2 separate regions of the Capsicum annuum genome follow, and region 2 is linked to region 1. Evidence: chromatin contacts called from public Hi-C data. All regions are on one chromosome and are shown on one strand. Each heading gives the region's core, a stretch centred on a gene start, on an enhancer-like site or on the middle of the called end of the contact. The rest is flanking DNA. Distances are from core to core; before and after follow the strand shown.

Region 1 (2,928 bases), core at 293-2,792:
TCGTGAATCAAATTCAAACGTGCTTTACCTTCAATCGAGATTTTGACCGACTTTGTTTCAATATCATAATTCTTTAAAAGTAGATAAAACTTACCAATACTTACCCTTATTTTGTGAGGTTCGTGTTGATAATGTGTTTTAAAATTAAGCCAAAAGATGAATAATATGAACAAGAAAGTAGACAAAAATAATGAGAAGAGAAGACAAGAGAAGATAGTTTTTCATTCTTTCAAGTATCAAGTATATAAATCTTTCAAGTATCTATAATATGAACTTTATGCTTCTATTTATAGTATAACATATAGGCATATGAAAGGTTGTCATAAACATGACATTAATCATGAAGGTTATGAGGAGGTTAAAAGGTGCAAGAGTTACACCATAAACATGAGATAAATCATGAAGGTTATGGGGAGGTCAAAGGTGTAAGAGTTCCACCCCATAATGGTGTATGAAGTAGTGGATGAGTAAATTCTTGAAGTAGTGGACATCCATAATAACTATAATGTTTTATAATATTTTATTCCTTTTTTGCTATTATTATATGTGTATATTTTTTATTTTAAAAGCTGTATTCTTCTCCATCTTGTGCACGTTTGCACATAGATGCAGATTGTTTTAAATAAAAATACTTTTTGAATGAAAAAAAAAACATACAACAACAACAACAACAACAAACCCAGTGTATTCCCACTTAGTGGGGTCTGGGGGGGTAAGATGTACGCAGTCCATACCTCTACCTCTGATGAGGTAGAAAGGCTGTTTCCGAAAGACCCCCGGCTCAAGTCACGAGACATCATACAAACACATAGTACAGCACAGAAGCAGATGATGTAACATAGATACGGCACCCATAAAGAATATAGAACAGAGTAAAGCAGGAATGCAGGAATATAAAGCAGAGGCAAGCACACATATTCGTAATAAACATGGAACACGGGACACGGAACACTGAATACTGAATCATAACAGGAATACACCCCCACCAATTAATTCCCTACACTAGCGACCCGAACTGGATTGAAATTGTATTTCCAGATCTGAAATTCTGCAGCAACTTGAAATCGAAATCGAAATCGAAATCGAAATCTGAAATCTGTTCCATTAAATTGTCATTGGATTGAAATTGTATTTCCAGATTCATTTGTTTGGGCATGTGGTAAGACAACCAGCAAAGTTCCTAGTAGTAATGAGCTCACCAAATTCCTCCGCGGCATCTATTTGAGACATGCTCAATCCCATGTAATTGCAATTGTGGCGTGAGAGACACTACTCATCTGTACATAATTCTATGTGAATTTGCAAAGGATCATCTAAAAATTGAAACAGGGTTCCAACTACTGATCCAATTTGACAGCATCTCCACATTTTTGCTTATATCTTCAACAGAATCACTTCCAAGTGCCACCACAATATCCTCTGGATAACTCTCCTTTGCCTCCTCCAGCAAAATTTGAAATATTTCGCATTCAATATAAATGTGATAATTTTTTTCCTTTTTAATTTAATTTTCTAAACCCCCTAACTTCAAATCCTGACTCTGCCTCTAGGGTCAGTTCTTGACCTAGGTCGACCAGAGGCGAGTCTAGGATACAGGGTTAGAACCCACAACTAAGGGGCGTACAAAGCTTTAGCAAGTTTTCTCTATCATTAGACCAATGACACACTTCATTTATGGGTTTTCAACTTATAATTTTTATATATTTACTAAATTTCTCAATATAAATAAAAGATCCGCACGAAAGTTACTGAGTTCTCATTAACCCACATCTAATACCTTAGATCCGCCCTTGCCAGGTCGACCTAGTCGGCTAAATCCTTATCTAAGCCGTTTTAACCCATACACATTATACGTGCATAAATATAAGTATCAATGTATATACATGTACACAATAAAAATAATATATAGAATGTAATTTCAAAAATAAGATTTAGGGAGTGTAGACTATCCATAAATCTTATTTCTATCTTTGCAAGATAAAAAAGTTGTGTCCATAAATAGAAAAAGGTTTAAACAAAATATCACGAAATAATGAAAGCTTTAATTAAAAAAAATTAACATTCTGTGTGAGATGTCATTCTTGAATTTCTTGTTTGTCATTTACTAATTAACCACGATATCTTGAATATTTGATATGAAAGGAAATATTTCATCATATAAAGTAAGTATTCAAATTATAATGATATTTATATAGTTCAATTATCTTGTTAAAATGGTAATAGCAAGGTAACTGTTTTTGTGAGATTAATTGAAATAAGATAATAAAATTTTCAATTTAAATAAGTATAAATTATTTTTTAGTTCTTTTTGTGGTTACTTATCTTAAAAATTTAAGTATATTATGTACATAATTTGCAACCTTTTACCTATTTGGAGATCAAGAATTTACTTTGAATTGGTATTAATGTGATTCACTTTTGATGGTCTGTACGTCATAACTCATATCTTACGTATGTGTGTTTTTGTTTTCTCGTAATTTACAACTTTTTCTACTGCTATTTTCAATGAAAATGGGCAAATTCAAATATTTTTTGGCGGTAACTATACTAAATGGAAGAAGAAAATCCTCCTCACTGTATGGTTCTTGGACTTAGATCTGTCAGCCAGTGCGGAAGAAGTCATCTATTCCTGAGGAATCATGTATGCCAAAGAAGGCTTATCATGAGCAGCGTTAATGATTTGACTGGGCTCGATTTTTATCCATAAAATGACCAAATCAATTAAGTTAATTTGTCAAATACAAAAATCAAATCAAATTGGGATTGTGATATATCCACAAACTATTAATTTTGCCAAACCTTTCTTGACGGTCTATCCAAATTGGTTGTGCATTGCTATAATTGTTTATCGTGAATTTTGTACAATTGAATTTGTAGGTGAGTCAAGAGTGCACGTTAGAATTCAACCTTGTTTTAGAGTCAATTTAT
Region 2 (2,928 bases), core at 134-2,633, 150 kb before region 1:
TGGACATTCAGACTTTTAGTTGTGGTTTAGTTTTTGTTTTTTTTGAGATTGATATTCCAAGTGCAATTCAGCCTATAAGTTAAAATTTCAGCTTATGTCTAATACAAATTGTGTATTATTCAGTGCTAGTGCGTAACATGAGTTAGCTTTGGGGCTACTTGTAATCCTAAGCACATTGTGACATCCAGGGTAGTCTAGCCTGCGAAAATAGTTACAACAGATACAGTGCTGATGTGACATATAATTGAGGAGAGCTTTCATTTTAGAAATTGGAATTTTCAGCTGACACAATAAAGACCGAGCTGAGGTGTCTAGATATGCATTCTCAAAGTTTGAGTATTTACTTACCAGTTGATATCAAATTTAAGTGTGTGTTTATGTGTTTTATGCCTAAAAAATACAGAAGAATATTGCTCTCCAAAAATACTCGGGAGACACCTTTTCACATCAAATTATTTCATTTAGTTCAAAATTAGAATCTAGATGTTCAGATACTATAGGAAAGTTGCATTTCTATATATATCAAAAGGGTAGATCAATTTGAATCTAGAAGTGTCCCAAACGATGTGTACAACAAAAATTCCAGTTTTTCAACTCTATACTAAACTGATGTATTGAGTATCAAAACCAAAAAGATCGAAAAAAAATGAATTAATTAGTGAACCAAATGAGAGACCGATAATTATCATACCGAGAATAAGCATAGCATCAGGAAGAGCACCAAGGACAGGAAGGAACAGTCCACCAATAAGACCAGGTCCTAAAATCTCAAGCAACAGTTCACTACCAGAAGATAAATACGTAGCCGCAAGGAACATCAAATAACCATAAACCAAAACGAGAAAAACATTCCCAAGAGCAGTTTTAGTACAAGGCAAAAATCCATAACTCTTTTCACAACTCTCCGTTCCGGCGCCGACAAAATCCTGTTCCAACCGGAGAACTTCAAAATTCTGATGATCGATTTCACTGTCGTGCAATCCATCGGAAATTAGTCCGATGTGACGGCTATAAGCGGAGCCGGAGAAGATGAAGAGGATGAAGAGAGTGAGAAAAGCCTTGAAATACATTGTTGGAAATTACTATTATGGTGGTAAAGTATTAGTAGTAGCACAAAACATCATTATATATAATAGTGCTGTTTGTATTAATTATTATGATTTATTGAACAGATGTTACAGTGTTTGAGAGTGGAAATTGGAGTCGGTTAATTAATTATTTATTCATTTGAATAATTCGTTTTGTAATAAATTGTATAAGGCCAGAGATGCCATCGAGTCGGTAGGAGTGGGGAGCGTTCCTGAGAATGGAATGATACTTCGTTTCATAACATGGGTAATCCGGAGTTTTCATCTTTCTGGTACTGAAATAGATGTTTGAGACATATTCAAGTTGAAGTGAAAAAGAATAATTGGGGTTCGAGATTGTGACTTTCAACTAAAAGGGATAGATAAGTTTTCTAATTAATTGATGTCAGTTTTAAAAATTAGATGAAAGGAATAATTTTTTTTTTTAGTTTTTCTTAAATATTTTGGTTTCAACAATTTTGATAGTTATTCGATAACTTTGTGAAGTTGTTTAACGACTATCGAAGTTATTCGACAATTGTGTGAAGTTGTTAAGACAAGTCGAACAACTATTCCAATTGTTTAAGGGATTTTACTTTTTAAACTTAGGGATGTTATGGGATCCACTTATCTCCTTTTTTTTAACTAAAGACTTGAGAGGGTCTATGAAATCATTTTTTTCCGGAGATTCAGTTGTTAAGTTTGTTTACTTTTTAAGATTTAACTTTTAATTACTATTTCCTATTTTCCTTTTTAATTATTTTTATTTGAGGTGTGTTCAAATTTCTTTTTAGTTGCTCCTTTCATCTTTTAAGAGTAATTTAATTAAAAATTTTCTATTATACTCTTATTTAAATTAAGAAGATCATTAATTACAACAATAAATCCAGTGTATTCCCACCTAGTGGGGTCTGGGGGTAAGATGTATGCAGTCCATACCTCTACCTCTAAAGAAGTAGAAAGGTTGTTTACGATAGACTCCCGGCTCAAGTCACGAAATACCACACAAACTCATAGTACAGCACAGAACTAGATTACATAACATAAATACGGCACCTATAAGTATTAGAAAACAGAGGAAAGCACACAGATTCGTAATAAAACATGGAACACGGAATCATAACAAGAATAAAACCCCCACCAAGTAATTTCCTACACTAGCGACCCAAACCGGCCCTAGTCTTCTGCCCTAATTCGCGTCCTCCAGACCTTCCTATCTAGGGTCATGTCCTCGGTGAGCTGTAACTGCTCCATATCCCGCCTAATCACCTCACCCCAGTACTTCTTCGGCCTAGCCCTACCCCGCCTAAAACTATCCAACGCTAGCCTCTCACACCTACGAACCGGGGCATCCATGCCCCTCCTCTTCACGTGTCCGAACCATCTCAATCGGGCTTCCCGCATCTTGCACTCCACTGGAGTCACACCAACCTTCTCCCGGATAGTCTCATTTCGAACTCTATCCCCTCTAGTCAGCCCACACATCCAGCGCAACATCCGCATTTCTGCCACCTTCATTTTTTGGATATGGGAGTTCTTAACTGGCCAACACTCCACTCCATACAACATGGCCGGATGGACTACCACCCTGTAGAATTTGTCTTTCAGCTTGGGCGGCACCTTCTTATCACACAACACCCCCGACGCGAGCTTCCACTTCATCCATCCCGTCCCAATACGGTGCGAGACATCCTCGTCAATCTCACCGTTACTCTGGATCACGGACCCGAGATACTTGAAACTATCCCTCTTATATACCTCCTGTGATTCCAGCTTCACTACTACCTCATTCTCCCGCCTCACGTCATTAAACTTGCATTCCACATACTCTATCTTACTTCTGCTCACCCTGAACCCTTTA

Evidence for each region. A called contact is a pair of places that touch in the nucleus more often than the background predicts.
Region 2: a Hi-C map of leaf shows a contact between it and region 1, with 2.2 times the contacts expected there. The contact joins the promoter of LOC107842432 here to the enhancer-like site in region 1. A contact is called at or near these places in 4 of 5 Hi-C or Micro-C datasets (bud, leaf and placenta).

What each region holds. Positions count from the first base shown.
Region 1 is chr9:158,239,260-158,242,187 of UCD10Xv1.1, reverse strand. No RefSeq gene overlaps it. Among protein-coding and RNA genes, the nearest start is that of LOC107842434, 9.6 kb to the left of the region's middle. Within about 2 kb of position 1,542, at least 4 of the 5 cell types and tissues checked have an H3K27ac peak or open chromatin away from gene starts, as enhancers often do. A contact at or near this core is called in bud and leaf, where this site is marked.
Region 2 is chr9:158,392,971-158,395,898 of UCD10Xv1.1, reverse strand. It overlaps LOC107842432 (sodium/calcium exchanger NCL), which reads right to left and starts at 1,383. Exons shown (of 7, transcript XM_016686273.2): 1 at 692-1,383. The coding sequence starts at 1,070.